Linked DNA regions of Mus musculus: region 1 is linked to region 2. Evidence: chromatin contacts called from public Hi-C data. All regions are on one chromosome and are shown on one strand. The core of a region is the stretch at or near the end of the contact, and the rest is flanking DNA. Distances in the headings are between cores, read along the strand shown.

Region 1 (3,474 bases), core at 760-3,259, 3.7 Mb before region 2:
TTACAAGGATATATTCTACTTGATTTATAATGGCAAATTATTTTAGAAATCTCTCGACAGGGGGTTAAGGAGAAATTATGTCTTATGCAGACTTCCATTTTAGGAAGACGCTATAATTTCTAATTGCTCGGTGCCTGGACTTACAGGAAAATGTGTTTTTACATCTGTTTGGATACACTCCAAGGGCAAACCAAACACAAAGGATCTTGTTGCTGTTGTGACAGGAGGTTTGAAAGGACGAGCTGGAAGTCCCCTTTACCCTCAAGAGAGAATGAAATGAAACCGGAAGTGATGGTAAACTGGGCTTAGAAGGAGTGGGTTTAGAGGAGTGGGTGTGGTCCTCTGTCTCTTGAAGGAGACAATGTTTTAAAGCTGCAGAAAGGAAGTAGACTCTCAGCTCAGTGTTACACTAGTAAGATTTTGCTTTCTTTTCAGAAAAAAAAAAAAGTACAGGTAGGCAGCAGAAGAGGCTGTTGTTGTTAGGTATATTCTCACCATGCTAACTCTGGCCGACCTGGAACTTGTATATAGAGCAAACTCTCAATCACAGATCTCTACCCACTTCTTACCTCCAGAGTGATTGGAGTGAAAGCATTCACCTCTGAGCCTGATGGATGACATAGTTATTTTTAAATGTTATTTATTTATTTTACCTTTGAAACAAAGTCTCTAGCCTGACTGACCTGGAATTTACTTTGTAGGCAAGGATAACCCTGCACTTGTGGTCCTGCCTCAGCTTCCCAAGTTCTGGAACTAGAGGCTTAAGACACCATGCCTGCTCTATGTGAGGATCCTGGCTTATGGGGGGGATCTAAGCCAACGGCTTTCTGTGCATCCTGGCAGGCATCCCTACCAGTTAAGCCACATTCCCAGACCTTAAGCAACATATTTTAACAGATTGAAGCCCTTGACCATTTTTAGATCTTCCTAATCTTTTCCATGCCATTGAATTAAAAAAAAAAAAAAAACCAACCAAACAAACAAAAATTGAGTTTTTTGTAGGACACAAACTGTACACTACCTCAAGTCCATCCTGGTCCCACAATTTCAGTGGTTTGGCTGGCTAAGCTCATCTAGTCCACGTGATCTGCAAAGTGGGAAACAATATTCAGGGCTCTGGCATGCCCTGCTCAGGTATTAATATAAGAATATTTTTGCTATCGCTTCTCAGCCTTTTGGAGAAGATCAAGTGAAGAATATTCTTGCTTTGTTGCTATTATGAGGGCTAGTTGTTTGGGTTTTTGTTTTGAGGCAGGGTCTCATGTAGTTTTGAACTTGCTATGTAGCAGGGGATGAATTTGAATGCCTGCCTCCGCCTCCCAAGGGCTGGGATTACAGGCCTGCACCATCAAGCTGGGTTCAGTTTATTAATTTTTTTTTCGTGACACATTTCCTTTTGTGTACATGTTTGTGTGTGTGTGTATGTCAAAGTCAGAGGGCAACTTGTTTGAGTTGGTTCTCTCTTTTAATCATGTAGGTCTTGGGGATAGAACTCAGCTTGCCAGGCTCTGGGCCATCTTGGGAACCCTCATTCCTTTCTATTAATTGTTAAAGAGAAGATAAATAAGGCGATCCATTTCAAGACCACTCCTCCCTCTCTTCCACCCCTCCAGTAGCCTTGTGGGCTTTCCTGCGGACTCATGAAACATGCAGTTTGCTGTTGGGGCATCAGCAGTACCACGGATCTCTAACTTCAGTAGCCAGGCACTGTGACACAAGCCGCAGCACCAGCGTCACGAAGCTCAGTAGGCAGCCCAGGCCCATGGTCCAGCAACAGCACGCAGGCAGCCCAGGAGAACACATGGCAGGGGCCTGGGGGTAAGCCGCCGCTCAGCAACACCCACCTTAGACCAGGCCCACCCTCCCTAGCCTCAGGCTCCGCCCCCTCCTCGGCCCGGCCCCGCCCACTGAGCGGTGGGGGACGCACAGCACCTCCTGTCCTCCCCGCCTCCTGCCGCGGACCGGAAGTCCGGGCTTCCCACAGTACCCCGCGCGCGGCGGGCATGATAACAAGCCCCCGGAGTTCCCACGCTGGTAGTGTGGCAGTCCATAGGCACCGTATTGCGTGAGACGAACCGGACGGCGCCGGGCCATCATTCGTCGGCCCGAGCGATGGCGCTGTTCCGGGGAATGTGGAGCGTGCTAAAAGCACTGGGGCGCACGGGGGTCGAGATGTGCGCGGGCTGCGGGGGTCGCATCCCCTCGTCTATCAGGTAGGCCGCGGGCGAGGGACGCCGTTCGTTCAGGCGTCCGTCTGCCCTCGTCCCACCCTCGTCCTCCGGGCCGCCTGGGGTCTCGCGCCTTTTGGTACCCGACCCCACTTCCTGTCACCTTCTACCTTTCGGCGCCTAGGGCGCTCTCCTTCTGCCTTGGAGGCGGGCCCTGAAGTTGTGGCGCGGAACGCTCGCCCGGACGCTGCCAGGAGGTCACCCAGGATGCCACGACTTGTTTTAGCCCTGCAGGCCCCTCTTTGGTTTGGCTAGGTCACCCATGATGCTAGGACTTGCTTCACCCCTCTTTGGTTTGGCTAGGTCACCCAAACCTGCCCTGTTTGCAAGCCTCAGCCCTGCAACCTCTTTTATTTTTTTGCTTAGGGTAGGTTGTTAAAGTAAGTCGGTTATGGAGCTTATACAGCTGAAGCCCCTTGCGTTTAATTGAATTCTTAGCACAGCAGAGGGAAGGGAAATGCACTCAAAGGTTATTACGATTATATATTTTTTTGGTTGATTGGTTGACTTTTTTTTTTTTTTTAATTTAAAAGATTGGGTCTCTCTGCATAGCCCTGGCTGTCCTAGAACTCCTTTTGTAGACTAGGCTGTCATTGACTTAACAGAGATCCACCTGCTCTGCCACTAGAATGTTGGGATTAAAGGCCTGTGCCACAACTGCTGGGCTAGTTATTAGCATTTTAGGTGGAGGTGTTGGATGTACAGCACCTTGGCTGACTTTGTACTTAGAATCTGAGATCTGTGTATGACTGTTACACGTATCTGACATTCCGTTCTTTTTACTTGTGTGTAGTCTTGTCTGTATTCCGAAGTGTTTTTCCAGCATGGGTAGCTATCCAAAGAAACCTATGAGTTCATACCTTCGATTTTCCACAGAACAGCTACCCAAATTTAAAGCTAAACACCCAGGTAAGGAGTTTGGGGCTTATGATCTTCTCTGATATGATTTTTTTTTTAATTGCAATCTTTGATTTGCATTACCAGAGCATCTAGTACAGTCATTTTCTTTGGTAGTCTGTATAAGTTTTTTTTTAACTAATAGAAGTTCTTTAAATATAAATGAGAAAAATAGTTTTAAAATAAGATGTAGAGGGCAGGAGAGATGGCTCAGTGGATAAGAGCACTGACTCTTCCAGAGGTCCTGAGTTCAGTTCCCAGCAACCACATGGTGGCTCACAACCATCTGTAATGGGATCCTATGCCCTCTTCTGGTGTGTCTGGAGACGGCCACTGTGTACTCATATAC
Region 2 (3,370 bases), core at 396-2,895:
GTTTAAGTATTTTTAGGTAACTTGAGGGTAGGGGTTAGGGTAGAGAATGGAGCAGAAGGGCTGCGGGAGCTTCGGGGAGAAAGATCCTCGGCCGGAGGCGCCCCCTCCCTCTGCCCGCGCTCTCCCCGCCCCCTCCCCTCCAGCTGCTGCTCAGAGCGGGCGCCCTTCCCGGCGTGTCTGGGCGGTCCGCTGCGTGGGGGCGACCAGATGGAGGCTTGGACACTCACCCTGCCCGATGCGCATACACACACACACACACACACACACACACACACACACACACCACGCTCGCTCCACTTCCGCTACACACTCTCCCTCCTCCGCTGCCCTCTTACAAACCCACTCAACACACCTTACGCTACACACTACACACCTCCTCCCTCTTGACAGCGCGCGTGTGTGCGCCTGCCTGCCTGGCGACAGTCAGGATATCCTAGGAAGACACTGCCTTCATCTTCACAACTCACCAACCCCCCGCACCCCCCCCACGGGGAGGGGTGCATCCTACCACCCGCGCCTAAGGTCTACCCCAGGAATAGCCCCCCCCCCACGCCCTTGCTTAGAGCTTCCTCTGCGCTGAGTGACAACAAATGGCACAGTTTCTGGTAGCCATGGCCCCCACACGTGTTTTCCCCGGCAAATAAATAAGTCAATAAATAAACAAGCCCTTCCAGGAGAAAGCTTCCTGCTAAATGACCAAAAACTTTTAAGAGAGCTAAAACTGCTGGCCCTCCGGACACTCGGTTCCCACCTTCCCCACGCGCCCAGCCCTCTTCCGATGCGCTCTGGCTACTGCAGGGTACCCAAGCCCGAGGCTCCGGGATCTACGTAGCCTGGGATAGCAGACGCAAGCTGGGAAACTGCCCTGCCCTTCTCAGCTTCAAAGTCCCGCAGAAAAGGGATTCAGACCGGGCTAGGCTGTTCTCTTTCTTGACCCACGCTACCCGGAGCAGCGAGGATCCCCAGCGGGCAGGAGCCACGGCGCCACGCCGTGGAGGGAGCGCGGCGCTGCAGGCGCTCTCCCGCCCATCACCTGCGATGCCCGCGGCCGCAGCGCGCCGGCTCCTGCCCTATTGGAGTACGGTGGTCAGGGGAGCCCCAGTGCCACCAGGAGCCGGCTTGTCGCCGCTCTCTGAGCAGCGCTGTTCTCCTCGTGCCAACCGTGAAAGTTGTTCTCCCGGGAATGGTCCTCGCCATTACTTCAAACGCCCAAAAGCATTATCTGGGAAAGTTTCTCGATCGTGCTCTGCGCGCGATCTCCTTTCCAATTGGGGATCAAATTCAAAGGGGACAGGAGAGAACGCTCAGCGAAACCTCTGTGGGTATCCCACCCTCTTAAAAACCCTGCAAAGCCCTGTTTCGAAGGGAGAGGGGGGAGAAAAGGAAGAAATAGTGGTGCTCTTACCACGTGCGCCAGCCCGCTCCGCCTGCGCTCCGGCCAGTCCCGCGGCCCCCGCGCTGACCACAGGCAAGACGACGCCTCGGTGGGGAGCCCGACTCTCATCTCCAGCCTGGGTAGGGAAGAAATGGGGGGTCGGGTTATGCAAATAGAGGTCCCGGCGGTGGGACTCAGGTTACGGGTCCCCCACCAGCCCCAGAGGTGAAGCACCCACCCGCGCGGGAGGCGCGGGCCCTGGCGACTGCTGGCGCTTCGCTGCCGTCGGTGCACGTGGGCGGGAGGATTGCAGCAGCCGCCCCTCTCCCCCGCGCTGTCGCCAACCCCGCAGGCTGCCGCCTCGCGCCGCCCCGAGGGGGAGCTCCCGGGCGGCGGAGAGAATGGGGAGCAGGGAAGCCAGCCCAGGGCAAGACGCCCGATGATGGTAGAACTGACTGGAGCGCGGGAAGCTGGCGGATTGCCGCTACCAACCTTCGCAGAGGAGGACAGTGGGGGTAAGAGAAGTGGTTCCATACCATCAAGGAGTCTAGAAAGGGGGAGAGGGGTGGGGGGGAACCCTGTGGAAGCTGAGCCTTCCAAGAACTCTCTCACCTACCCTTAAGAGCTTCGCTGGACCCAGCTATGGCTAAACATGGGGGAGGGGAGGCAGGTGCTAATAGAGGCTAGCTGCCCCGAGGCAGGCCAGGCTCTGAAGGATGCCCGGGGCCAGTCCCTCTCTCAGCCTTTCCAGAACATCGGAGGAGAACCAGTCTTTGATAGCCTTACTTACCCCCCCATACCCCACTTTCTTCCTCCCCCCTTTAAAAAAAAAGTACAAACCTTTAAATGTAGTCAGCGTAGATAATGGAACAAAATCAAGAGCACATATTTCAAGCCAGCCCCAGCGAGCTTAGACAGATAAGTTCAGGAAAGCTAAAAGAACTTGCCTAAAGTCTCGCAGCTGGTGATTGGTGGTCCAGTTCAAATCTGCTGCCCGGTCTTCAGGATCCAAGTCCCTTGCCCTGGTCACTATGCGGGGTGCTCAGAAAGCCTGGCTCACCCCATTAGGGAAGAACACGCCGACTTCATCAATTTCATCTTGCTTTGGCATTTCAGAGGAAAGTGAAGCTGAGGTGGTAGTAGAGGGTGGCTACAAGGCAAGAGAGAGGGGGCTGTTACAGACAGACCCCTTCAGGGAGAGGGAGAATTCCAATGTAGCGACTCTGCAGACCTGTTCCAGGGAAGGAATGACCAAGCATATTAATGCTGCTGTCTTAAGAGAACCCAACCCCATGGTATCCTTCCTGGAGGCAAGGAGGGGTAAGAGGAAGGCAGGGGGTGTGATTCTGTTCTACGGAGAGGAAGAACCCTGAGATGTGGGAGTGGAATACCAAGGTGAGACCAGGATTCCCTACTTTGGAGCATTTGAACTGTTAGTGTTTAGATAAAAATGCAACAAACAAATGACGAGAGAGAGAGAGAGAGAGAGAGAGAGAGAGAGAGAGAGAGAGAGAGAGAGTTGTCACTACATGTGAATAAGACACTCCAAAAGATATCAAGTCAGGAACAATTTGCTGCCAGACTCATTTGCTTTTTCCAGAGGAGGTCAAAAAAAACCCAGGAGATTCCTTTGATGCAGGCTGCCTGGGATGAGGGTAAAGTAGCACTGTGGGCAGTTGGGAGATGGCTAGAAGGTCCTAAGGAATGCCTTGTCAGGGTGGTTTTGGACTTTCTTTCGGTCGGTCTCGTAGCTGTTCTACAAAGTGTGTTAACAGGATGATGGTTACTCAAGAGACACGTCAAATGATTTACCACATGCATTTTGATGTGCCAAGAAACGTGTTTGGATATCTTCACATGTGATGTCATTTTCCTCCCACCTGCGACTGCTGGTGGAGAATGGGAGATGCAGCCAAGGTTAGCATCCCCCTTAACCATAGACGCAAGCAAGGACCAGATCTGCAATTCTGATGGCACAAAGCACGTGGCCTTTAA

What was found. A called contact is a pair of places that touch in the nucleus more often than the background predicts.
Region 1: a contact with region 2 is called in a Hi-C map of muscle stem cells, with 10 times the contacts expected there. The contact joins the promoter of Tfam here to the promoter of Egr2 in region 2. A contact is called at or near these places in 2 of 484 Hi-C or Micro-C datasets (the G1E-ER4 cell line and muscle stem cells).

The regions. Positions count from the first base shown.
Region 1 is chr10:71,236,579-71,240,052 of GRCm38.p6, reverse strand. It overlaps Tfam (transcription factor A, mitochondrial), which reads left to right and starts at 2,009. Exons shown (of 7, transcript NM_009360.4): 1 at 2,009-2,213; 2 at 3,022-3,137. The coding sequence starts at 2,113.
Region 2 is chr10:67,533,774-67,537,143 of GRCm38.p6, reverse strand. Egr2 (early growth response 2) reads right to left here and starts at 1,645. Exons shown (of 4, transcript NM_001373983.1): 1 at 1,614-1,645; 2 at 1,406-1,511. The coding sequence starts at 1,504. It overlaps Gm32255 (a long non-coding RNA gene), which reads left to right and starts at 964. Exons shown (of 4, transcript XR_380523.3): 1 at 964-1,890.